Regions from separate parts of the Xenopus laevis genome. Here region 1 is linked to region 2. Evidence: chromatin contacts called from public Hi-C data. All regions are on one chromosome and are shown on one strand. The core of a region is the stretch at or near the end of the contact, and the rest is flanking DNA. Distances in the headings are between cores, read along the strand shown.

Region 1 (4,723 bases), core at 1,080-3,579, 190 kb after region 2:
TGACTGATTTTCTTGCATGCAACTTTGTACATGCCCTATCATAAAAATGTCAGTGTGTTTCAAATTCTATAATTTGCTGATCTATTTCAGTGTTGTTGGGTGAAAACACAGCTGTTGAGTCATGTTGGTTATCAAATCCCTGGGTACTTATTCCCTTGCTAGTCAGTTTACATAAGGAATAATTTACTCTCAATTGCTGGGTTTCACAGCTTTTCTCATAGGGGTCCATTTATTATGTAAAATAGAAATCAGTCCAGCTATGAAAATCATTGTCTAAATTGTGAATCCCCGCATTTGATTTGCATCAGGAAGTAATGATTCTGATTGGTGTTAGTATTCTGCACTGCGCTGAGTATTGACACCTATAAAAATGAATGGTTTTAATTAATACCAAGGTTATTCATGTTTATAGCTAATATACTATTGAATGCTGGGAGTTGTAGTCTGCAACAGTACAGGCTTTCAGTCTGATATTTCTGCTGTCGTGTGCATTCAATGATGTGGGAATAATACTAAAAACATGCATAACTCAATGTTGGGCAACAATACATAGATAATGCAAAAGCTACGTTTCCGAGCAACATTCAAAGTATTGGGAAATCATATTTTTCTTTGTTTTTCTTTCCAGGTTATTTCACGGAATATGATTTACTGTTTTTATCATGTGAAGTATTTCCACGAGATATGCGCATGTAAATGTGTGTATCTTTATAAACTGAACAAACAGGCTGTGGTATCCTTGCACATGGATCGTAAGCTCTTTGGCTTTGCTGGCGGCTTGTGTTACTGACAGTTACATAAAACAAACAGGTCAGGATAAGTAATAAGCCTTTTTCACTTGAAGTAAAACAGATGTGGCTTCAAAATGACCTTAAAACAAAGCCATACTCCTGGCATGAATGGATCCAATGGAAAACCTGTTGTCTGACACCCTTCTGCCCACCTGGCTGACAATCAAATTCTGATGGTCTTTCTTAGGGATTTGGGGGGGCTTTGAACCCTGAGATTAAGGTAATCCGTCTTTTCTGACTGCCACTGACCCTGACTGGCTAGGATTTCTCTTGCTTCCCAGAAGTGTCTGGCTTTATTTTGTTTCCCACTATTGCAGGTGGGGGTATGTGAGGAAGTGGAGAGTTCCAGGCTGCTGCCTGTGTAATCCTTGGAACCTGACCTAGCTGCCCCTCTCCCAGTACCTGCCTCTTGGGAAGATGGTGGGGGAGAGCAAGTCAGTGGGTGGTCAGAGAGCAGAGTGGGAACAGCTTTTCTCCAGTATAACAGCAACATGTGCTCAGTGGCTGTCACTAGCCTGGGAATGGGACGAACTTCTGATATGTGCAGGGAACGCCTGTAGGATTTAGAAGCTAAACTCATGTTGGGAAAGCTGAGGGAAACTTGTTTGCAATGTGCATATTTTTTTCTGTTAACATCATTTCATATATTTGCTCTTTTTTTTTAATATAAAGCACTATAAAACTCTCTGACTTATAGTCCTTCGGTTTTTGTTAAACTACACTAACCAGCACAACCTTAAGTTGTTGGTAGCCTCTAAGTTTCCCTCCAAAAATACTGTGTGAAAATATACAATTATCCAGAAACCCAATATTCAGACAGCTCAGAATAATGAGAAGGCCATCTCCCATAGAGTACTTTTTAATACAAATAATTTTAACCCTACATGTGACATTAGCCTTATACTGCTGGTTACGAGCATATTTTTATATATATATATATATATAAATAAAACACTTCCAGTAACTTGAAGGAAAACTATACCCCCAAAATGGATACTTAAGCATATTAAGTGACATATTAAAGAATCTTAGCATACATTATATATTTAAGTAAGTATTGCCCTTTTACATCTCTTGCCTTGAACCACCATCTTGTGATGGTCTGTGTGCTGCCTCAGAGATCACCTGACCAGAAATACTAGAACTGCAACAGGAAGAATTGTTGACGCAAAAGACACAACTCTGTTAATTGGCTCATGTGACCTAAGAAATATAGTTTGTTTGGTATGTTTGTGTGCACAGTGAATGGTACGATCCCAGGGGGCGTTCCTTATTTTATACAATGGTCATTTTCTATATGATTACCCAATGGCACATACTACTAGAAAAGTATATTATTATGAAAATGGTTTGTTTACATGAATCAGGGATTTTAATATGAGCTGTTTTATGCAATATCTTTTTATAGAGACCTACATTGTTTGGAGGGTATAGTTTTCCTTTAAGTTGAAAGGGGAGGCATTAAAGGTAAATGTGAAGCAGTTGGATGCAGGTGTCCTTAGAACACAACAGTGAATCAAGCCTCAGTAAAGACTTTCTCTGCTTGGTGAAATGTGCACTGACTCAATATCAATATATTTTGTGTCATTACTCAAAGATTTTATCTTATTTCACTGCGACAGGTTAGTAAATACACAAATGTATACACATGTTAATTCTGTCATTATCCCAGGGGATGCACTAAATTCCACACCCATAGTAGCTGCTCACACCTCTCTATTCACTGGCCAGTTTACACACTAAACATTCACAGCTTAAGAAGTTATTGTTGACTGTATACATAACAGTCCTTATTTCCACCTGCCAGAGGCCTAATCGTCAGCAAAGGAAAGTAACGCTGCTTTGTTCCAAGCCATTTGGTGGTCTGCTAAACAGGACTCCATGCCTGCCGCTTCTTTTATTTTGGTATTATGGCAGCAACAACCCATGAATAAATGTAAATATACAGATTCAAAAAGTTCTCTGTTCAGAGAAAAACTATTATTCAGCGAATATTATAGGACAATAGTGTGAAAAAGCTACCGGTACCCTCCCCCAACACACACTTGTGAATATCTTCCTCCTCATCACTTTTCCCTGACTTGGTTTTACTAGAAATCAGATTTGAGCAAACTTTCAAATTATGTTTTCATTGTGTATTTTATGGATGAGTCTCTGTATGGTCACCTTTAGTGACGGCACTGCAATATGGATATTGGGCAGGTAGTGGGTAGTTTAATTGTGGATAGGGTACTGTTCTCAAGTCAGAACTGGTAAAGCATCTGGTTCTACATCTCAAATAAGCTTCTCCACATCCCTTCCAACGTTTAACCAACCTTTCTTGGATGAAATGTGTGAAGGAGGTTAGAAATGTGTGTTCTCCAATGTGGACAGTGGGTCTTGAGTGTCCATCTGATTCCATGCAGGTCTCTAGTGTGTTGTCTGCGTTACACGTGAACCCCCCCCCCCCATGTTATGTGTTTATACATAACGGTATAAAACTTGTGCAAATGAGGTTTCGTTGTGTCTGATGCCAAATTCTTGCCAATCGGTAGCTAAAGATGAATTTTTAACTAATGGTATATGTTGCCTATATAGTAAATGGTAATAAAACTTGGTGGATCAGGATAAATATGACATTATTTGATACCGCTTTCAGCATACTCAGAAGATTCAGTCTCTATGCATATATTTCTGCTTTAGTACAATGCAAGACAAATGTTTATTACCCAACATTTTGCTATCTGATTAAAAATCACCCTTATTTTCCCTTTAAAAAATATGCTGTAAATCTGGCCATATATGGTCAGTTTTGGTCAAGTAGATGGATTTTAGCCATACTGCTGGACTATTGGGGCATGTATGGTAAATAACATATCTATACACGTTTGACCCCTCATTCAGTATCCATCTATATGTTTTGGGCTAAATGGTCAAAGTACCATACCTATTGGCCTGGGTATGGCCATTTTAAGAGTCTCATTTTACTTACATCTAGTAGCACAGGTGGCCGAATACCACAGATATTTCGAGAATTAGCCTATTTTGCAACCCCTTCACCTAGAAACAGGTAGCATTGGGCAGAGCAGGGAGCGTGATCACAAACAATAATGGGTATAAAGCAACCAGTCTTGGGACAGCAATCTCTCTGCAATAGTTTTATGAAATTGTGACATACGATGTGTAGTATATAAAATAAATTTGCTGTTTTGGCTTACAAACTGCACTTAATGGGGGTTTTCACCTTCAAATTAACTTTTAGTATGATGTAGAGAATGTTATTCTGAGATTGGTTTTAATTTTTTATTATTTGTGGTTTTTTAAGTTATTTAGGTTTTTATTCAGCAGCTCTCCAGTTTGCAATTTCATCAATCTGGTTGCAAGAGTCCAAATTACCCTTGCAACCATGCACTGCTATGAATAAGAGGCAGGGATATGGATGGGAGAGGGCCTCAATGGAAAGATGAGTAGACAAATAATTCAAAAACTATTTAAAAAAATATATATAAATATATAAAATATAAATATAACATTCTAAAAGTTAACTTGAAGGTGAATCACCCCTTTAATGATCCCCTTGCCAGAATAAGAGTTTCTGCCTTTAACCATAGCACAAACTAAAGGCTTTAAGTTATTCATGATGTATTTTTACATCTCTGCAGATAAAATTGAACTACAACTCCCAGCAGGGCCTTCTCCAGAAGCCCTTAACCTCAAGTTCTGAATATTACAACACATCACATAGGGGGGAATGTAATTTAAAGTCACAGGCATTATTTAAAATTATGTCTTTGAGAATGTTTAGCACTGCTCCCAATGTAAAATCAGTTGCAAACCTTGGGATGAAATCGTTGAGGAGTTTAATCAGCCAAAAAGGATGCAAACATGGTCACTAACATTTGCAAGCGTCTTTTGCACAGGTTTTTTGCACTAGCGAAACATACTACATTCCC
Region 2 (5,168 bases), core at 2,109-4,608:
CTCCTGGTACTTTAAGAGCCGAATTTCTGCCTAACTGCACTCTCTGTGCTAGTGTCCTGGCCCTCCTGACTCCCCTGGGCCCCCTCAGGCGCAAAAAGGTAAGTGCACGGGGGAGGGGCGGCAGATAGGCCAGGATAGCCCCTGGGTACATGCCTCATGGCAATGTAACCCACTAGAAAGAAGGCATCAGCCAGGCTGGCACATACCCCAGGGCACTGTCTGTAACCCCACTACACAAATGGCAGCAGCATCCAGGCTGGCACATGCACATCCTTTCAACCATGTCCAGACTGAGAATTAAAATAGGTCCTGACATTTCAGGTACACAGAGGCCCAATCAGCCCACATAGCCCCCACCAGCCACTAAATACTGACTTTCTATGGCACCTTATAGCAGCCCCTCTGGCATTTGCCATTACCCACAGATTGCCAGTCCTGTCCTGCCCTCAACCCCACAGTGACGCGCTCCTCGCGTGGCCCAGACTTCGGGACTTTTTGTTAAGCTACAGATATTTCCTAGTTACAAAGGTAGGTGCGCAGGAAAAACACCCCTGGGCAGAGGAGGAAAAAAAACTGCAAAAATATGTGAAGTAGCCGTCTCTATTTACATTCATGGGACAGAGGACGCAGTGTTTACCATGTGAGATTATAGCAGCAGAAGCAGCAGAGGAGGAGTTTTCCCATGCTTTTTTATTATGATTTTTCTCATTCCCCCCTCCTCCCTTCCTTTGTGGCTTTTTGCTTTTCCAGGCTGGGCTGGGAGCCGGCTGCCTGAGCCCTGTGCAGAAAGCCAGCAGCACTTTGGCACGTGCTCCCGGGTGATACAAAGTACAGACAGGAGCAGGGGAGGGGGAGGAAGGCGGGAGGTGAGGAGAGGAAGGAGGAGGGGAGCGCGCGCCTGCCCGCCCAGCAGCCGCAGCTTCCCAATGTAAGGCACGCGCACAGCGGTAGAGATTTACCCCAGCTGCCTTTGATTGACAGGTGGCCAACGCTCAGCCAATGAGAAGGCAGCACGGGCCTTCGCTCCAGCTTATTGGTTGCCTGAATACCAGTCTCTTCGCGTGCCGGCCGGCTGCCTATGCTCTGGGATTGCTGGGTCTCTCCCAGGAGCGCACAGCTGGGAAATGTGATTCGCACACGTTCCGTCTTCAATTCTAGCGCTTCTCAGGCCTCGAACCCGAATCGGTGTAAAGTTTGCCAATTTGAGCACGGGGCACTGGGCGTTACATAGAGATCATCCTAAATCTGAGATAACGGCGGTTCATGTTTTACCTGTGAAATGCCCTGCGGTGCCCCTTTTATGTTTTGCGCTCATTTTACTCTGATTACTAAAATTAAAGTGTTTATAGAACGCTCACAAATATGTATTACGGGGTGTTTCTCGTGGACAGCGCATGTGATCAGCATCTTTCAAGGCAAAGCAGCGACAGCGCAAATATTTAGTGAATCTTGCGCAGTCGGCCTTAGCGCTCACACTTTATAGTAACAAGGTATTTAGCCAGTTATGAGAGTACAAAGCTTTTACACGCCAAGCTAATACAGAGCCTACCCCCAGTAATAGTGCAATATCATAGAAGTGCAAAAACCTTAATCAGTTTAGGGGCTATACAGTATCAGACTGAAGACTACAAGGGTGCTTATCGTTATAATTCATGGGAATTGCCCTACTCTGCACACAAGAATGACTCAAGCTAATTATGCTTAGGTTGCTATGGGTTACTGCACTGGAGCAATTTTGTACTTATGAGCACTGAGCTCCACCGATCCCTGGAGAAACCTGTTTCATTTTAATAGTGTTGCTTAGCACATTGGCACTAATGTGTTAAGTTTAGCACCTACTCTTGCTACCTATATACACATTAGCATTTATTTGCATTCCACAGTGAGCAAAAACATTACATTCATTAGCAAGAGCAGACTTGCAGGTTTCTGCAGGACCCCTGTAAAAAAAAAACTGGAGAAAAAGGGGTATTGGGCTAAACAGAAGATGATTTCTTACAAATCCCAAAGCCATTCATACATAGATAATATTCATATTTTTGTTTCTTTTTTTTACTTCTGCTTTTGGGAAGTATTTATCCATGAAATGCTGTTGCTCCTGGGACTGTGCTTAGTAACAGCTAGTGGGACAGTGACTATGAAACCTCCATTCGCACAGAACAAATCAATAAACGCAAACAGTTCCCAAGACAGAAGATTGATGGAAACGCTTTCTTTCTTTTTTTTTTCTTCCTGAAAACTTTTTGTTTTGGTTTTTTTAAAACTGAATTGTAGGACAGCGTAAAGAAACGGTTGCCTGTTTACAGTAAATACCAATCTGAAGCCTTAGTTTGAACATCAATACTCAGATCCAGTTAGGTCTCAGCCTCAATTTCTTCTCAATTTCAAAACATATTTGTGAGCCAAAAGTAACATTGCTGCAGAGTTGGACAAGCTCGCTTTGAACTCGTGGTTTTACATAATGAACGTTGCAATGTACGCACATGCCATTGTCTTGGGAACCTCTTTTTTTCTACGTTGATGATAATGGTGTGTTATAGAGCGATAATACGTTGCACATATATAATAATAAGGTTTGTAAAGTTGAAACACTTCCCATCATTGTTATTTAGGAAAGTGGAACCAAATGGAGCAGTGCAGAGTAAAACAGTCCAATCCAAGAATTGATGTGCAACAAAATCTGTAGGGCAATTTCAATATTCCATCTTTTAAATTAGAAGGCTGATGCTAGTAACCCCGAATATGATCATTTTTTTATTGTTTATTCATAATTAGGTATACGGTAGTGACACATAGATGTGATCACAAGAGCTCCCAGTGTAGCCATTGGTTTGTGGCAATAAATCGCAGCAGCATCAACTGGTGCAATTATATATAATACTTGCTATGAAATAAACATTATTATCTATGGAATGTTTGTATGTGTAACAAGATCAACGAGTGGTCTGGGGGGGTTTCCCTAAAGGGACTGAGATATGTGCCAGGCGGTTCCCCTGCTATGTGCACGTGTGTATAATGCAAGTTATAATATGTTGCTGTAATATATGTTCCAGAATGGTGCGCATTGCTCGGCACTGGGCTTCACTCCCTGCCCGATCCCCGGCGCCTGCTATGAGCCAAGCGCGTGACTGGCAGTCTGCTTGTGGGGGTTGGAGTGAGAGGAGGGGGTGAGTGGAGGTTGCAAAGTTAGGGAGGGTGCCGGTTATCCAATAGGAATGCGTAGTGGGCGAGCCTGCGCTTGTGATTGGCCGAGGAGAGTGTGGGAAAGAATGCACTGAAGGTTTCACACGAATGGGGAGCAGCAGCGCGGAGTATAAATAGAGGCAGAGCCCGCAGGCTGGGAGATCAGAGTGAGATACAATCCAGGCTGAGGGTTTATGATCCAGCCAAGCCTCATACACACAGCACTCGCCTCTGCACTGGCCATAGCAACATCCGCATCACTAGCCCTATCCGGATACAACATCTGAACATGCCTGCAGATAGTATGGAGAAGCCGACAGCCTCCCCCATTGCAGGGGCACCAGCCAACTCAGCGCAGACTCCGGATAAACCCAAGAGTGCCAGCGAGCACAGAAAGGTAAATGTCGCTCTGTGGTGATGACCTGTTCATCCTGAACTTGCCCACCAGGAATATTGCCGACTGGCGCTAAGTGAGTGAGTCGCTCAATTGTCTCTCCTCTCTGTTTTACAGTCGTCCAAACCCATCATGGAAAAGCGCAGGAGAGCGCGAATCAACGAGAGCCTGGGGCAGCTCAAGACCCTCATCCTGGATGCGCTAAAAAAAGATGTAAGTTCCTCTCTGGATCATATACCCCTCATATGTATATATATATATAGCACTGTGCACCCTCTGCTTCATAGCTGCCTTACTCAAGCTGCTTTTGAGATACAGAAATATTCCTAATTACAATAACTACCGAGAAGTGGCAGAAAGTAATCCCCCTGGTATAGATGTGTAATGGATATTTATATATATATATGGTGCCTGCTATGAAGCCTCTCACGCCTATAGATATTCATGATCCCTTGTATTTCCCCGCAGAGCTCCAGACACTCTAAACTGGAAAAGGCTGATATCCTGGAAATGACAGTCAAGCACCTACGGAACCTGCAGCGAGTGCAAATGACAGGTAAATACATGGATGAGCCACATGTTATTGTATTGGTGGGATGCTGGGGCTGCTCTCCTTCCGTTGCTAGTCACTATGCTGGGTGAGGGGAGCGGGTTGTACATCAGTGTCAGTCTCAGTAACAGGGGCCCAGTGAGCTTGAGTTAGTGCCAGTGATTTAGCATTGGGATCAGTGCAATAACCCCTTTTTGCTCTCCCTTACAGCCGCTCTAACAGCCGACCCCTCAGTTCTGGGAAAGTACAGAGCCGGATTTAACGAGTGCATGAACGAAGTCACCCGATTCCTCTCTACCTGCGAGGGCGTCAACACCGAAGTGAGGACCAGGCTTCTCGGTCACCTGTCCAGCTGCCTGGGACAGATCGTAGCCATGAATTACCAGCAACCCCCCTCCAGCCAACAACCAGTGCATGTGCAGCTCCCTTCCAGCACCCCCGTGCCCATGCCTTGTAAGGTGAACCCAGCAGAGGCCATCTCCCCCAAAGTATTCCAGGGAGGCTTCCAGCTAGTGCCAGCTACTGACGGCCAGTTTGCTTTCCTCATTCCCAACCCAGCTTATACCTCCAGCCCCGGACCTGTTATCCCTCTATATGCCAACGCGACATCCCCCGGCGGCCCCCCGAGCCAGTCTCCAGTGCAGGGACTCACCAGCTTCGCCCACAAGATGCCTCACATGGCGCAAGCCGTCAGCCCTCTAGGGGGCAGCACCAGAGCAGACAGCGCTGAGTCCGTGTGGCGACCATGGTGATAACGCGATCAGCCGACTGTGTATATGTTGGTTCCGTTCTATGGGACCCTGCCTTAAAGACAATCCGCACAAAAAAACTATTTATTTCCAAATATGGGGATTTCGCTTTTTTATTCTTTAATAAAAAAAACAAACTTGTGTAGATGACCCATTTTTGTAACAAAGCTCTTTTGCTGAGATTTCTTTTTTTTTTTTTTTTTTTTTTTTTTAGTTTTGTACAATTGCGTACAGAAAAATGTGTAATGCCAAAGTTATTGTGTTGGTTTTTGTGTCAAAAACTTTCCGAACA

The links. Hi-C and Micro-C count contacts between places; a contact is called where the count stands out from the background.
Region 1: a contact with region 2 is called in a Hi-C map of the XTC cell line, with 3 times the contacts expected there. The contact joins the enhancer-like site here to the promoter of hes4.L in region 2. A contact is called at or near these places in 2 of 4 Hi-C or Micro-C datasets (the XL177 cell line and the XTC cell line).

What each region holds. Positions count from the first base shown.
Region 1 is chr7L:91,148,987-91,153,709 of Xenopus_laevis_v10.1, forward strand. No RefSeq gene overlaps it. Among protein-coding and RNA genes, the nearest start is that of LOC108696527, 22 kb to the right of the region's middle. Within about 2 kb of position 2,330, at least 2 of the 7 cell types and tissues checked have an H3K27ac peak or open chromatin away from gene starts, as enhancers often do.
Region 2 is chr7L:90,953,396-90,958,563 of Xenopus_laevis_v10.1, forward strand. hes4.L (hes family bHLH transcription factor 4 L homeolog) reads left to right here and starts at 3,359. Exons shown (of 4, transcript NM_001088692.1): 1 at 3,359-3,580; 2 at 3,695-3,790; 3 at 4,046-4,133; 4 at 4,338-5,168. The coding sequence starts at 3,473. The coding sequence ends at 4,879.